2 separate regions of the Ovis aries genome follow, and region 2 is linked to region 1. The links are chromatin contacts, called in public Hi-C maps. All regions are on one chromosome and are shown on one strand. The core of a region is the stretch at or near the end of the contact, and the rest is flanking DNA. Distances in the headings are between cores, read along the strand shown.

Evidence for each region. Hi-C and Micro-C count contacts between places; a contact is called where the count stands out from the background.
Region 2: a contact with region 1 is called in a Hi-C map of hypothalamus, with 7 times the contacts expected there. The contact joins two enhancer-like sites. A contact is called at or near these places in 7 of 16 Hi-C or Micro-C datasets (hypothalamus, liver, mesenteric adipose tissue and 4 more).

The regions. Positions count from the first base shown.
Region 1 is chr12:57,090,195-57,096,761 of ARS-UI_Ramb_v3.0, reverse strand. The region is part of intron 3 of PAPPA2 (pappalysin 2); the gene reads right to left. Among named protein-coding and RNA genes, the nearest start is that of PAPPA2, 43 kb to the right of the region's middle. Within about 2 kb of position 4,456, at least 9 of the 54 cell types and tissues checked have an H3K27ac peak or open chromatin away from gene starts, as enhancers often do.
Region 2 is chr12:57,404,012-57,411,041 of ARS-UI_Ramb_v3.0, reverse strand. PAPPA2 (pappalysin 2) reads right to left here. Exons shown (of 24, transcript XM_060396631.1): 24 at 3,985-7,030. Among named protein-coding and RNA genes, the nearest start is that of TRNAS-GGA, 270 kb to the left of the region's middle. Within about 2 kb of position 5,346, at least 8 of the 54 cell types and tissues checked have an H3K27ac peak or open chromatin away from gene starts, as enhancers often do.

The sequences.
Region 1 (6,567 bases), core at 3,207-5,706:
AAACTCCATCTGGAATGTTTGTATCAAGAAACCATCAGGATTTGGTTTTTTGCAGGAACTTTCTGGGAAGTTTTGTGTTTGCTTCAATAAAAGGAGTTTCCCTACCCCTGATACTGTCAGTCTCTCTGTAGGCATTACCCTGGATAGCGTAGAACTAGAAAGCAAAGCAAAAGAGGATTGTGGAAGACGCACAGCACGCAGGAAGAGTCCTGGATACCAGGGGCTGGCAAACTATGGCCCGCAGCCAAAATCAGCTCTGCCACTTGTCCTCATAAATAAAGTTTTATTGAAACACAGCTCTACTCATTCATTTACATATTGTTTATCTGTACTGCGCTGCTTGCACATTCTAGGAACAGAATAGTTTCGATGGAGACTGTGCAACCTGCAAAGTTTAAATTATTTACTGAATTCTTGCGCCTTTAAAGAAAAAGGCACTTTTTTGCTGACACTTCTCGAGACTCACGTGTCCACTTAAGTCTTAAGTCATGGTCCACACACTAGTAGCAGCAGCACCAAGGAGCCTGTTAGAAATGCAGAATCTCAGGTTCCCCCAGACCTTGTGTTAGTTAGTTGCATTAGTGAAAGAAGCAGATGTCAAGATGGAGTTCAATATACATGGACTTTATTAGGAGAGATGACTAGGAGAGAAAACAGGGAGGAAGCCCGAAAAGGCCAGGAGAGCCATCAGTCCATGATGCACGTCTGACCTCGAGGGAAGGAAAGAGAGGAGAAAGATCGGGTGGAAGCATTGTAAACTGCTATATGGTCTAAAGCATGATCTGCAAGGCCCTCATGAATCCTCAAGGCAGAGTCGGCTGTCAGAGGAGTCCTGAACCTCTCAGAAACTGGTTTTTCTTTATCCCTGCTGCACCAAGGTGTCCGGCTTTAGTGCGCATCAGTGATAAATTCATAGCGCAGCACCTCTGGTCCTTCAGAAAGGAAATGGGCTGTACTGGGCATTCTCATTGCATCTGCAGCAAGGTGTATTCCCATAGCAGTGAGATAATTTTGAGAAGAATTGTAGGGGATCTCTATGCACATTTAAGTTTGAGAAGCAATACTCAAGGGCAGGAGTTAGCAAACTTTCTACAAAGGGCCACACAGTACATATTTTAGGCTCTGTGGGCCATATCTTCTCTGTTGCAACTACTCAACTCTGCCATTCAAAGTAGGAGCAGCCACAGAGAACACATAACCAATTGGGTGTGGCTGGGTTCTAATAAAACTTTTTTTATAAAAACAGACTTTTGCTTTGGACAAGATGCAGCCCATGGGCCAGAGTACACCAACCTCTGCTTTGGAGTTATGGAGTTTAAACTTTTTAGAAGCAACTAAACACTTTTGGGGGGCGGGGGTGGGAGGGTGGGCTTCCCTGGTGGCTCAGACGGTAAAGAGTGGGCTTCCCTGGTGGCTCAGACGGTAAAGAATCTGCCTGCAATGAGAGAGACCTAGGTTCGATCCCTGGATTGGGAAGATCCCCTGGAGGAGGGCATGGCAACCCACTCCAGTGTTCTTGCCTGGAGAATCCCCATGGATAGAGGAGCCTGGCAGGCTACACCAGGCCTGTGGCCCACGCCAGGCCACAAAGAGTCAGACACGACTGAGTGGCTAAGCACAGCAGAAACTCTTTTTTCACATGAAACAGGTAAGAGAGGGGCTGCCCCTCTTGATGGTGGGCAGGAAGCCCCGTGTCCAACAGTTCCCCTCAAAAACCACTGAGACACCTCTGCAGGCAACAAAAGCAGAATCTGAAAGTCATTGCCCTGGTTCCCCACAAAGAGCCTCGAGTTACAGAAAGTTTCTCTCACACTTTTCTCATTCCTAGTGGGCATCGGCGACCTAACTTTCTACTTCATTCATTCTACAAACATAGCTGACAGTCTAACACGGTGCTAGGTACTTAGGGACGACGAAAGTGAATCAGACACGCATTTGGCTCCTGGGGAAGTTTCAGTAAAGAAAAACAAGACCTGTATAGAACTACGGCAGCAGGGAGCAATGTGTACCCCAGGAAGTCACAGGTCAAGGACTGTGGAGACGGAGAAGTAGAGGAGATCATTTCCACACAGGGAATCCAGAAGATTCCGTGGACAAGGGTCAGGGAGCTGTGAAAGGAGGGGGCAGCCTGACCATCTTTTTTCCTTCTAAAACCAGACAATGCCTCTCTTCTGGACGACCACACCTCCACAGGATAGACTCTTCTGCACACAGATGCTAACTTACGACCATCAGGGCGCATGGCTTGCCCACACAAGCAGACTCATGGATCCCATTCCCATCACAGTGGGCATACCACCCCCAGAGACCAACAACCTCGCGTCCACAGTTCTTTCACGCAGGGTTACTGTGACTTCACTGCATGTCTGGGGCAAGATCAAGGAGCAGAACTAAGTGAGAATAAAATGGGCAATTCCTCAGGGCCCCACAAGGGCAAACACTCTGACCTTGACCACCAGTGCAGTGTAGGAAGAGGCAGCTGAGGAGGAGGGTAATGGAAACCTTATCTTCACAGGAGCCCTGGGAAAGGTATGGACGTGGTGCTTCACACGTTACTGAGCCCTGCTGGATACTAGGGGAGGCAGCACACATGGCCTTCCTTTTATGTTCTCTTTACCTCTCTGTGGATACTTCCGTGTGTCAATCTGCCTTCTGCGAAGCTCCACACCCCATATCAACAAAACTCCTCACCCTGGGGCTGCTGCTCCCTTACTGAGAGAAGGGGATGTTACAGTGTCCTTTGAAATCTCATTTCTCTGGGGTCGTTCAAAACAAAAAAGCTATCCATATGCCTTAAACAAGGTCAGCAAATGCTGACCTTCCTACCAGGAAATCCAGAGACCTTTGAAACTTACATGAAGTATGTGACAGGAGCATATTGCTAAAAAGTGAGCAGAGCTTCCATCATATTCCCAAAAGGGTGCATGACCCCAAAAAGCCTTGGACCATTGTTCACTGTACTAAATAGTATAGCCAAGGCTAAAAAAAAAGATTAAAAAAAGTCTTTTCAAGCCACTGCCTCAATAGCATTCTCAATCATCTTGAGACCATCTTGAAAAAAAAAAAAAACAAACCAACCCTATTTACCACCATTCCTGCTGGACAGATGAGCAAGTTAAATTCTTAAGAAATTAATACCCTATCTAAGAAAAGATTACAGGTTGGCAGGTTAGCACTGCTGTTAGCAATGATCACCTTCTGCTGTTAATACCACTTCATAAATGAATTTTACAGTCAAGTCTGTGTTGGGCAGTTTACATATGTGACTTCTTTAAATACTATAACAACTCTTTGAGATATTTTCTCATTTCTCCATGTGAGGAAACCAAAGCTCAGAAAAGTTGAATGGATTGCCACAGATCCCAGCACTGATAAGTGTCAGATGGAATCTGATTCCAGGTCTGACTCCCAAATTCTGCCCTGGGATCTCTTCCTCAACCTGGATCCTCAGAGAAGGAAAACTCATCTTCGAGTCAGGGACAGTTTCTTAGACATCTTTGTATTCCCCCACAGAGCCTTGCCCTGCTTTGCATGGCAAAGCACTCAATAAATATTTGTTGAATGAAGAAGCGTGGGCTTGGGCTCCAGTCCCGCCATGGACTTACTGACTCAGCCTCCGGCCACTTGGAGTTGCAGGTGGTTAGTCAGCTGGGCAACTTCAGGGAACATTTGCAATCAATTACGGGTGAGGAGGAACCTATTAGAAGTTCCTCTTCTGTGTGTGTTGGGGTGGAAGGAGAGGAAAGGAAGTTGAGAAGGAGGGAAAGAGGATGGTCTCAGGGTTGGGTGCTGGAGCTTAAAGATTTCACACCAGGATAGGACAGCATTTGACTTATGTCCACAGCTGAGTTCCAACAGCCCGTCCAAATGGGCTGCTGACCCCAGGCTACTCCTCGGTGGCCACAAATCCCTGAATTGCCAGACCCCTGATCTTTATGGAGGCCTGACACTGGAGCAGCCACACACAGTCGTCTCCTGCTTGCCGGGCGTCAGAGCTACAGGAGATTGGCAACGTCAGAAGATCTAAGCTGCGGGGGGGCCCGTCGCTCCCCCTCCAGGGGCCAGAGAGAAGCTAAACACCTACAGCCTGTGAGGCCCACATTGTCCTCTCAGCCCTAAATGAAAGTATTCCAGCAATCCACCCGGAATCCAAAAACTTCCTATTTTGGAAGCATGTGGGAGTTAGGGGTGGAGGGGAGGGAGGTAACTCGAGTTGATTTTGTTTTCTTTACAGTTGTTACAAGTGCCGGTTAGTCAAAACCCAAAGAATGCCACTTGAGCCCTTTCACATGGGCCCTGCAAAGAGACTTGTATGAAGCCGACCCTCAGGGATGCCTACCAACACGCTCTGGGAGGGGATGACCAAATACCTCCCAGAGGCCTGGGAAGGGACAGTCCTCAGACTGCATTCCCCACTACTTGGCTTCCAAGGCACCGCCTACTCTCCTGTGCACGAAGCAACACTGCCACCTAGTGCTCTGTGTAGGAAGTATTCTCTGAGGCCTCCTGTCTAGGGCCGCGGGCGGAGGGGGAGGGGGTGTTGGTTGTCGGGGTAGGGGTAGGGGATGGTTTCTTTACCACGGCTAGGGCAACTGAATCACTTGATATCTCTGCCGAGGAGAAAATGCCCCGAGTTTGGCAGGTGGAGAATGGAGAAAACTGGGCCTAGGTTAAGTAGGTAGAACCTGAGTTTTGAGAGCTGTTAGAAAAGAGTGTGGGAGCCAAGTGTTGTAGCATCTTGGGTTATCCTCAGCGGGGCAGCAGAACTCCCGGGGTTGAATTGTGTTTACCTCTCAGGAGCACAGTTCAGCTGTGGTCATTCTGCAACAGCTGAAGGCCAACCATCCCAGGAACAGGCTGCTGCTGCTGCTAAGTCACGTCAGTCGTGTCCGACTCTGTGCGACCCCATAGAGGGCAGCCCACCAGGCTCCCCCATCCCTGGGATTCTCCAGGCAAGAACACTGGAGTGGGTTGCCATTTCCTTCTCCAATGCAGGAAAGTGAAAAGTGAAAGTGAAGTCGCTCAGTCGTATCTGACCCTCAGCGACCCCATGGACTGCAGCCTTCCAGGCTCCTCCGTCCATGGGATTTTCCAGGCAAGAGTACTGGAGTGGGGTGCCATTGCCTTCTCCACCAGGAACAGGCAGGTACCGGCTAAAAGGACCAGGGCTAGGGTCAGAGAGTGAAGATGGGCTGATCTGTTGGTAGGCGTGAGTAGATGAGCAAATCGGAGACTTTTATTCCTGGGGGTGACTACCCTTGGCCCTTCATGGTTCTCAGCCCAGGGGGCCCCAGGGAGAGCATATGGAGCTGACCACAGCAAGTCAACAAGGATGCTTATGTCCTGGGAACCCAGTTGCTAGAATCCTGAAGAACGAAGGCTGGGTTCTCAGCCCCTATCTCTCCCAGACTTTTACCCTAAATCTTTTCTGAATATTTTCTGAGGTGCACAAATCTGAACAAAGATACAGGGTGAGAGGTGAAGAGGAGACAGACCTGAGTATTCTCTGCCCTCCGTCTTTCTGGTGTGGACCTACAGGGGACATGCCAGCACAGCTCCGGGAATGCTTTGATTTGAAGAGAAAGAAACCTCAGAGGCTAGACTGTCTGCGAAAGATTTCCTGCCTAATTTTACATGCGAGAAGGCAATGGCAACCCACTCCAGCGTTCTTGCCTGGAGAATCCCAGGGACTGGGGAGCCTGGTGGGCTGCCATCTCTGGGGTCGCACAGAGTCAGACACGACTGAAGCAACTTAGCAGCAGCAGCAGGGAGGTGGCAAGGGCTCAGATGGGCACCTTGGAGAAGGAGTTGAGTAAGCGCTGTGGCAAGGTGGGGGGGGGCAGGGGGCAGTGGAGGTGGGCATGGGAGGGAGATGTATGGGCTGGCGGGGGAGGGGTGGTGCATTAAGGAAAGCTGTGTGTGTGCATGCTCACTTGCTTCAGTCTTGTCTGGCTCTTTGTGACCCTATAGACTGTAGCCCACCAGGCTTCTCTGTTCATGGGATTCTCCAGACAAGAATACTGAAGTGGGTTGCCATGCCCTCCTCCAGGGGATCTTCCCAACCCAGGGATTGAACACGTGTCTCCTGATTCTCCAGCACTGCAGGCTGATTCTCTTACCCACTGAGCCACTTAGGAAGCCTTATGCTGCTACTGCTGCTGCTAAGTCACTTCAGTCGTGTCCGACTCTGTGCGACCCCATAGAGGGCAGCCCTATAACTGGAACCAAATCCTGACCCTGTTCTCCTCTCTTCAGAGAATGAGAACAGAAGGATCCAGAAGGTTCAGGAACAGGGGTCAGGTACCCACTGTCCAGAAACTGTTCCCTCAGGTCTGAATTTTAACAACTCAGACCACTGGTTTCTTAGAGCCTCCCTCCTATATTCCTGCTGGATCTTTCTCTGATTCTTCAGAGCCAGGGAACTGATCCCAGGTCCCTGTGCTGCTACTGCCAGAGGAGGGGTAAGTGGAGTCGTGGTCTAGACGGCAAGCACACGTTTCCCTGGCAGATGGGTACTAGGAAGCGAGATTAGGCAGCAAGAAGATGTCATCTGGGAAAAACTGTGAA
Region 2 (7,030 bases), core at 4,097-6,596, 310 kb before region 1:
CACACACACACACACACACACACACACACACACACATTGTGCATTGTCTGTCTCCACCAACTTCTTTCCAAATAAGGAACTTTGTTTGTTCACTGCTGCACCCCTTGCACTTGGCACAGAATAGTTGCTCAATAAATATTGATATAACGCGCTAGCTGGTGAAGAATCCACCTGCAATGTCAGAGACCTGGGTTCAATCCCTAGGTTGGGAAGATATCCTGGAGAAGGGAAAGGTTACCCACTCCAGTATTCTGGCCTGGACAACTCCATGGACTGTACATGGGTTCCCAAAGAGTTGGACACGTTGACTGAACGACTTTCACTTTCAAAGGCAGAACAGTCCAGATATAAAATGCGCAACCCTGAGAGACAGTGAGTTCCTTCATAGTAGACTAATTCACAGTTAGGCAGGACAACCCATCATAGGAAACACTGTGTGAATAATTCAGCCTTTTGGAGACCCTTTCAAGCCTGCAAATCTACAGATCCAAGTAGTCCCGGAAAGGGAGTGTTCTGTTAAGCACAGAGGGTCAACTCATAGACCCTGGAACCACGGTCCAAATCCAGGCTCTGCTGCTTATTAGCTGTGCCATCCCGGGCGTCTTTGTACTTCTCTCAGTACTTCTGTCTTGTTTTCGTTAAGTGTTTTTCTGCTTCTTAGTCACTGATTTCTCAGGGTCCCTATAGCAGGTGACCTGGCGGAGCAGAGACGTCAAGAGCAGTGTTGAGTTCATAAGTATTTCCCAGGATATTTGAAGAAGCTGCAAGAACTCTCTTCCAGATTATTCTAAAGGTTGCTGATTTGCTCCCAACAAAATCATTCCTTGGAAATTGTGTCCTAATACAACTTGGCTCTACTATTCAGAAAGCACTCTGAATGGCACATGTTGAGTTGTGGTATGGGAACTTTCTTGAACTTTGATAACCTTTTGTGAGACTGAAATATTGTGACTTCTATGTGTACATTTTTTAAAATTTATTTACAAAGAAGCTGTCTTCAGAGAGCAGTTCTCACAGGGAGAGGAAAGCCAAATTGATATAACACGATGAATGATGCTAAAGCTGAAACTCCAGTACTTTGGCCACCTCATGCGAAGAGTTGACTCATTGGAAAAGACTCTGATGCTGGGAGGGATTGGGGGCAGGAGGAGAAGGGGACGACAGAGGATGAGATGACTGAATGGCATCACGGACTCGATGGACATGAGTTTGAGTGAACTCCAGGAGATGGTGATGGACAGGGAGGCCTGGAGTGCTGTGATTTATGGGGTCACAAAGAGTTGGACACAACTGGGCTACTGAACTGAACTGAACTGAACTGATGGGTGTGTGCCTACTCAGTCATGTTCAACTTTGGAAACCCTGTGGACTCTGACCCATCAGGCTACTCTGTCCATGATAGGTAGTCATTAAAAGCCAACACTCTTATTTATTTTCTGCATTTGAATAAGTGACTTTTAGGTGGACAAAGACAAAGCGAAGGAAGCTTGTCTGTATTAATTTATCCTGAGAAGAAAATTTGATTTAAAGAACATTAGCAAATTGTAGCCGGTCTGGACTACCTTTTAAGGTTGGGGATGTTTTCATTATACTGATTTGGGATGTTAACTAGATTTGACCTGTAGACCCTTTTAAGAATGGACTTTGCCATTGTCCCAGCAGTTCTTCCTAACACTTGGTAATGTAACCTGAGGATCTAGTGGCAGAATCAAGGGGAAAACAAATAAAAATTGAAGTCATCAACAAATCACTCACACACTTGAAAATAATCATTATTCGCGAATGAGTCTTACTTTGTTCTCAACTCACATACCCAGGGCATGTGTAGGTTTTGTGGGTGTGGACATATATTACAGATATAAGGTTTTCATCACTACTCTTTTTTTCTGAGCCAACCATTGGGCAAACTGAAAGGTTAGTGGTAAAGAACCAGTGGTCTTCTTGGGATGACATGAAAAGAGATGACCCAAAGACAGCTCTAGAGATGCCCTGGAGTTATTTGTAAGTGAAAAACCATATCACACTGCTATATTTAAAGTGGATAACCAACAAGGATCTACTGTACGTAGCACAGGGAACTCAGCTCAATGTTACATGGCAACCTGGATGGGCAGGGAGTTTGGGGGAGAATGTATATGACTAAGTCTCTGCGGTGCCCCGGAAACTATCACAACATTGTTAACTGGCCACACTATGATAAAAAATAAAAAGCTTTTAAAAAAAACCCACATTGCCCTCTTTCCCACCCTGAGCCCCTCATTATCTGGTTGGCAGGAATCGAAGAGTAGTGAGTCTCCCAGCTGATGGGTGACTCATCATGTCATTTGTCAGTCAATGGAAACCAGAGGTCCAGTGTCTTTCTCCAGGACTCTCCCAGGGGAAGCTATCAGGGAGAAGGCAGCCTTGCCAGACGTCTCAGTTCAGCTGGCCTGACTGGCATGTGCAGGGCATCTGCTTATACTCAGGGCCTGGCACGAGCAGAGGGCCCTGGAATGATGCTCTAGAAGGTTTGCTCTCAGTTTTCCTACCACCGGCTACCAAGAAAGCCACTGGGAAACCAACGAGCACCTTGAAACATAAACAAGCCAAAAGACGTTTAACTTTCCCATTCCATTTGGTCAAGTCTGGGTTCACTCTGGGTCTAGTGGGCTGAACTTCACGTAGTGGAAAGCACATCACATTTGGGAAAGAAAACTTGGATTGCTATCCCAACCTGCACTTAGTTATATGAACTTAGATTCTTCAATGGCCTCTCTACACAGTTCATTTGTAAAATGGAAATTTAGAAGAAGTTCTTTTGCTTAACCCATGGGTAGAATAAAGCATATGAAGGCATTTTGCAACCCATGAAGAAAATATCAGGTAACATAATTTTCACTCTCAAATATCTGCTTCTAGTCGTACACCCCACTCTCAAGTTCCAAGCTCACATATCTAACTGTCTCTTCCGCAGGACTTCCCAAACAGCTCAGAGCTGTACTGAGATAACCGCCCAGCCCTTCTGGCAGCCAGGTGGTGCATGGCAGGGCCAGAGACTTTGGTGAGCTGCCCCCAGGTGCAGAAGCCACCTCCAACTTGCTCAACACTGCTTTACGTGAAAATTCCAACTAATTATCTATCTGGCTTTTAAAATGATTTTATCAAAAAGCAAATATATTTTCTTTCTTCAAAAGCTTCCTCCTCCCACTTTCCCTTTTCTTCCAGTGAGGATAATCTTTATGGATAAAAAGAGAAGGCAGAGACGTCGTCTTTGACATTTCTCTCCACTTCTACCCTTTCCCATCCTATGAGCCATCATTTTTTCTTTTCTTTCTTATGTCTTGGCGTCTCGCAGAACCAAGCTTGACTCTTGGCATATGACCACAAACAATTTTCTCTACACCGACCCTTGATGTCCACATCTGTGAAATGAAACAATGGAAGATGTAGATCTGTCTGTGATGATTAAATCAGCTTGGGTTTGCCACATGTGGGGCACACGTGAGCTGAATTCTGCCTTCTAGCTGTCAGATGCCCCAGAGATGTTCACTGTCTCCCAGCCTTTTCTTTCCCTACCTCCATAGTGTCATCCCTGTTCTTTACTTTGCCTGGACTCTTCTCTTTCCCTGTCCCATTTCTGCCTATCAAGCTCATGTGCATCCCTCATGGACCTACTTTCAAATACTCCCTCCCTTTGGCATCCAGGAGTGAAGCTACTTCCCCTGAACTGTAAATGATTCTTGCATTTTATTCCTACAACTCATGAGGCACTTAACATGACTACTGTGTACTCCGCTTTTGTATATGCCATCTCTTCTTGTAAATGCTCATGTTTATCTTCCTTACACATACCATTTACTTAATAAATAGTTTTTAAGTGACTGAAAGAACTCATCAATCAACTGATCAATGATGGATGTCCAGACCTGGCATGAGTGAATGAAAAACAATTTGGAAGTGATGGAATGATTTAAACAAAGAATAAGACACCAAAGATGCATCCCATTTTGTGTGCTGATTTTTTTTAATGAACATCGTATAATCTTACAAAATAACTGGCTGTAGCTGTTTTACGTTACAATACAGTAGATCAGCTCCTTTCACTGTGTTCCCAATCAAACCATCCCCGTGGAGTGCTAACCGGTGCACTCAATAGTGATCTCACAGAGGAGAGGATGTGCCAAACCCAATGCCTTGCAATGGAGGGAAGAAGAGGAGAGAATCAAGAATAACTCTTCACTTTCATGTACAGGTTTGCCAGCTGACAGTTCTCACTCTGTCCTCTCATCTGTCTGCTTGGAGGCTGTCATACTAATTGCCAGAATCATCCAGCCCTGGGCAACCTGGACCCCAGAGCTCCTAGTCACTAGGAAAAAGAGGAAGCAGAGAAGTGATTTTGGAACAAGGAAACAGAGGGAAGAGCCTCTGGGAGAGGCTCTCTGTGACCCCATGAATGGGGAGGAGCAGCAGAATGCAGACCACCATGTGGAATGAGTGTGAGCTGACATCCACTGGGGATCTGTGACCGTGGCATCTCAGACCTTCAACTTTATTGTGACTGGAGGAGCTCAAAACACTAGGCTCCAGGGGAAAAGGCAGGAAGAACCTGCTGTTTCTGAATGGCCAGGGCTGACTCAGGCTGGGCAACCTGTAGTCTAAAATGCTTTCCATGCACCCCCAGATCCCTCCTGTCACCTTCCTAGGGAAGTGATGGAGAGCAGATGTTGCCAACAGAAACTAATTTTTTTAAATGAAGTACAAAAGAGAAATGTTCTCATGGTTACTCCTGTGGGGAGACTGAGGCCAGACCCATCATGAACCACAGGTTCCACATTCCCATGGTGGGGGTGGGTAGCAATGAGGGCTGTAGCCTTCTTGAGCTGGGTAATGCCCAGGATAACTCTCCTGCTACCTAATCCTCAGACATGGCAGGATTCCCCTGTACGGAGTTTGACATGCTTCAGGAAATTTGGATAATGATTTTACAACTGTTTTAAAATGAAGAATTGAAACTTGTCTACTCTCCTTTTCCATACTGAAGCCTATTAGAATCCCCCAAATAAATATTCTATTCTTGAGAGCACTAAATGTGAAGCCAGATAAGAAAGAATAGGTATCTAGACTGTTGTTTCTGTTATGGCTGGGACTACAGAGGACGAGAGTATTTTGGATGGGCAACCTCTGGCTCTTTACCTTTCCCATGACTCTGCCACCCTCCTTTTAGATCCCCATAGATAAACTGTGCATATCCCCTTCTCCTTTTTATTCCATTCCAGAATGTTGTTCTTTCCTACATGAAGTCTGGCTCAAGTTGGAGGGGGGGATGGTAATATTTCCTTTTTCCTGTTTGCACAGCCAAGGCTTCAGTGTTGATGGGAAGAGTAGAAAACTGTGGTTAGAGGCAAAGAGCAGGTGATCCAGAGAGACCAAGACTGCCCTTAACCTTTGCCTGTTCTTCCTTTCCTGAGATGATAAGCTGGGGTGTTGAAAAAGAAACTAGCTCCTTACTCTCTTTCTCCAAGGCCTACTCCATAAATCATTACCAAAAAACCCCCCAAAAAACCCCACCCCAAAACAGCTGCAATAGACCACATGCAGAAAGAGTCAGCCCGGGCTGTAGACAGAGGCAGGTTAACGTGGTAACTTCACACACTGTCCATCTATTGAGCAAGAAAGGATCACAATGACAAAATGGACTCTAACTAGTTGAAATTCTTCTCTCTCCCCACAGAGTGTCACCCTTGCTCCATGTATTTTCAGAACTCATTCAAAGGGCGCTCTCTGGGACACAGATTTGACACAAAGCACTTGAATAGACTTTATCTCCCATTCTGCATTGTTCAGAGGATCCCCTGTGGTGTGCTGTGGAGACCTGAAACAAAATTGGATCTCCTTGACTCTTTTGTCCTCCAGTCCTGGGCTCTGATTGACCCCAGTGTCTACCCTGTGAATGGCCTCAGCCAGCTCCTCCATCCCGGCCTATTTTTCCATCTACTCTCACCTTTCCCCCAGGTCATTTCCTTGACGCTTTCTCCCCCAGTAAGTCAACAATAGGTCATGTGGCTGTGAATGATGGCCAGGCTCAGGGACTTAGAAGAAAGGAAACCACACACAGAGTATGAGGAACGCATGAGTTCCTATCATCCTGGGCACAGGAAAGTGAGCCTGCATACAGACTTGTTGACTGGCCAAGAGCCACCCCTGGAACAGGCACCTGCGGAAGTGCAGAAAACCCTGGGCCCCACTGACTGCAATTATGAGTTCTGAGAAGTGAAGGGAAGTACTTTTTGGATGGATACTCAAAGACTAGTTTTCCTGGACCCCTCACCAATGGGCACCCCCAGCACATTTCCATGCTCCTTACTATTATTACCCCAAGTCCCCATCTCCTCAAACTGGGCCCAGCTCTCAGCTCATAAAAAGATGATGAGCTGACATATGATCATCAAAAACTCCATCCAATCTCGCTCTTTGCTTCCCCAGTTCTCTCTCAACCTGCTAATCCCTAGGAATAGAAAGATGGTAGAAGAACTCAGTCCTCAAACCCTCAGCATTCATTTTGGATATGAACTTCACAGCAGCATGTGTGGAACAATGGATAATTTTTAGCTTAGTAGACAGCAAAAAATATAATATATATAATATATTTATATCATTATGTTTAAATACTTATAAAGAATTAATAACTAACCTCATTATTACTAAGGGAGACTACACAAAGAAAGGGAGAGAGCCAGTTTAGATTAGATGAGCCCTGAAAGACGGTAATCCATTCAAAATGAGTATTAACAGAGTGTCCCTGGCAACTGCTCTTCTAGGGTTTTGATATTGTTTTACAAGTTGGGTGGGGCTGAATAGTTGGCAGGGTGCAGAGTAGGGAGCAAGGCAAGAGTTGAGGATGGGATTGGATAGAATATAAATGGGGGAGGAGGGTCCTTGTATATCTGTCATATTTCTCTTTCCATTTTAAATCAACTGCCTCTTTGAAGAAACCTTTGCCTATGATTCTTCCTTACTTGGGCTACTTGATACAATAGTTGGCACCTATAAA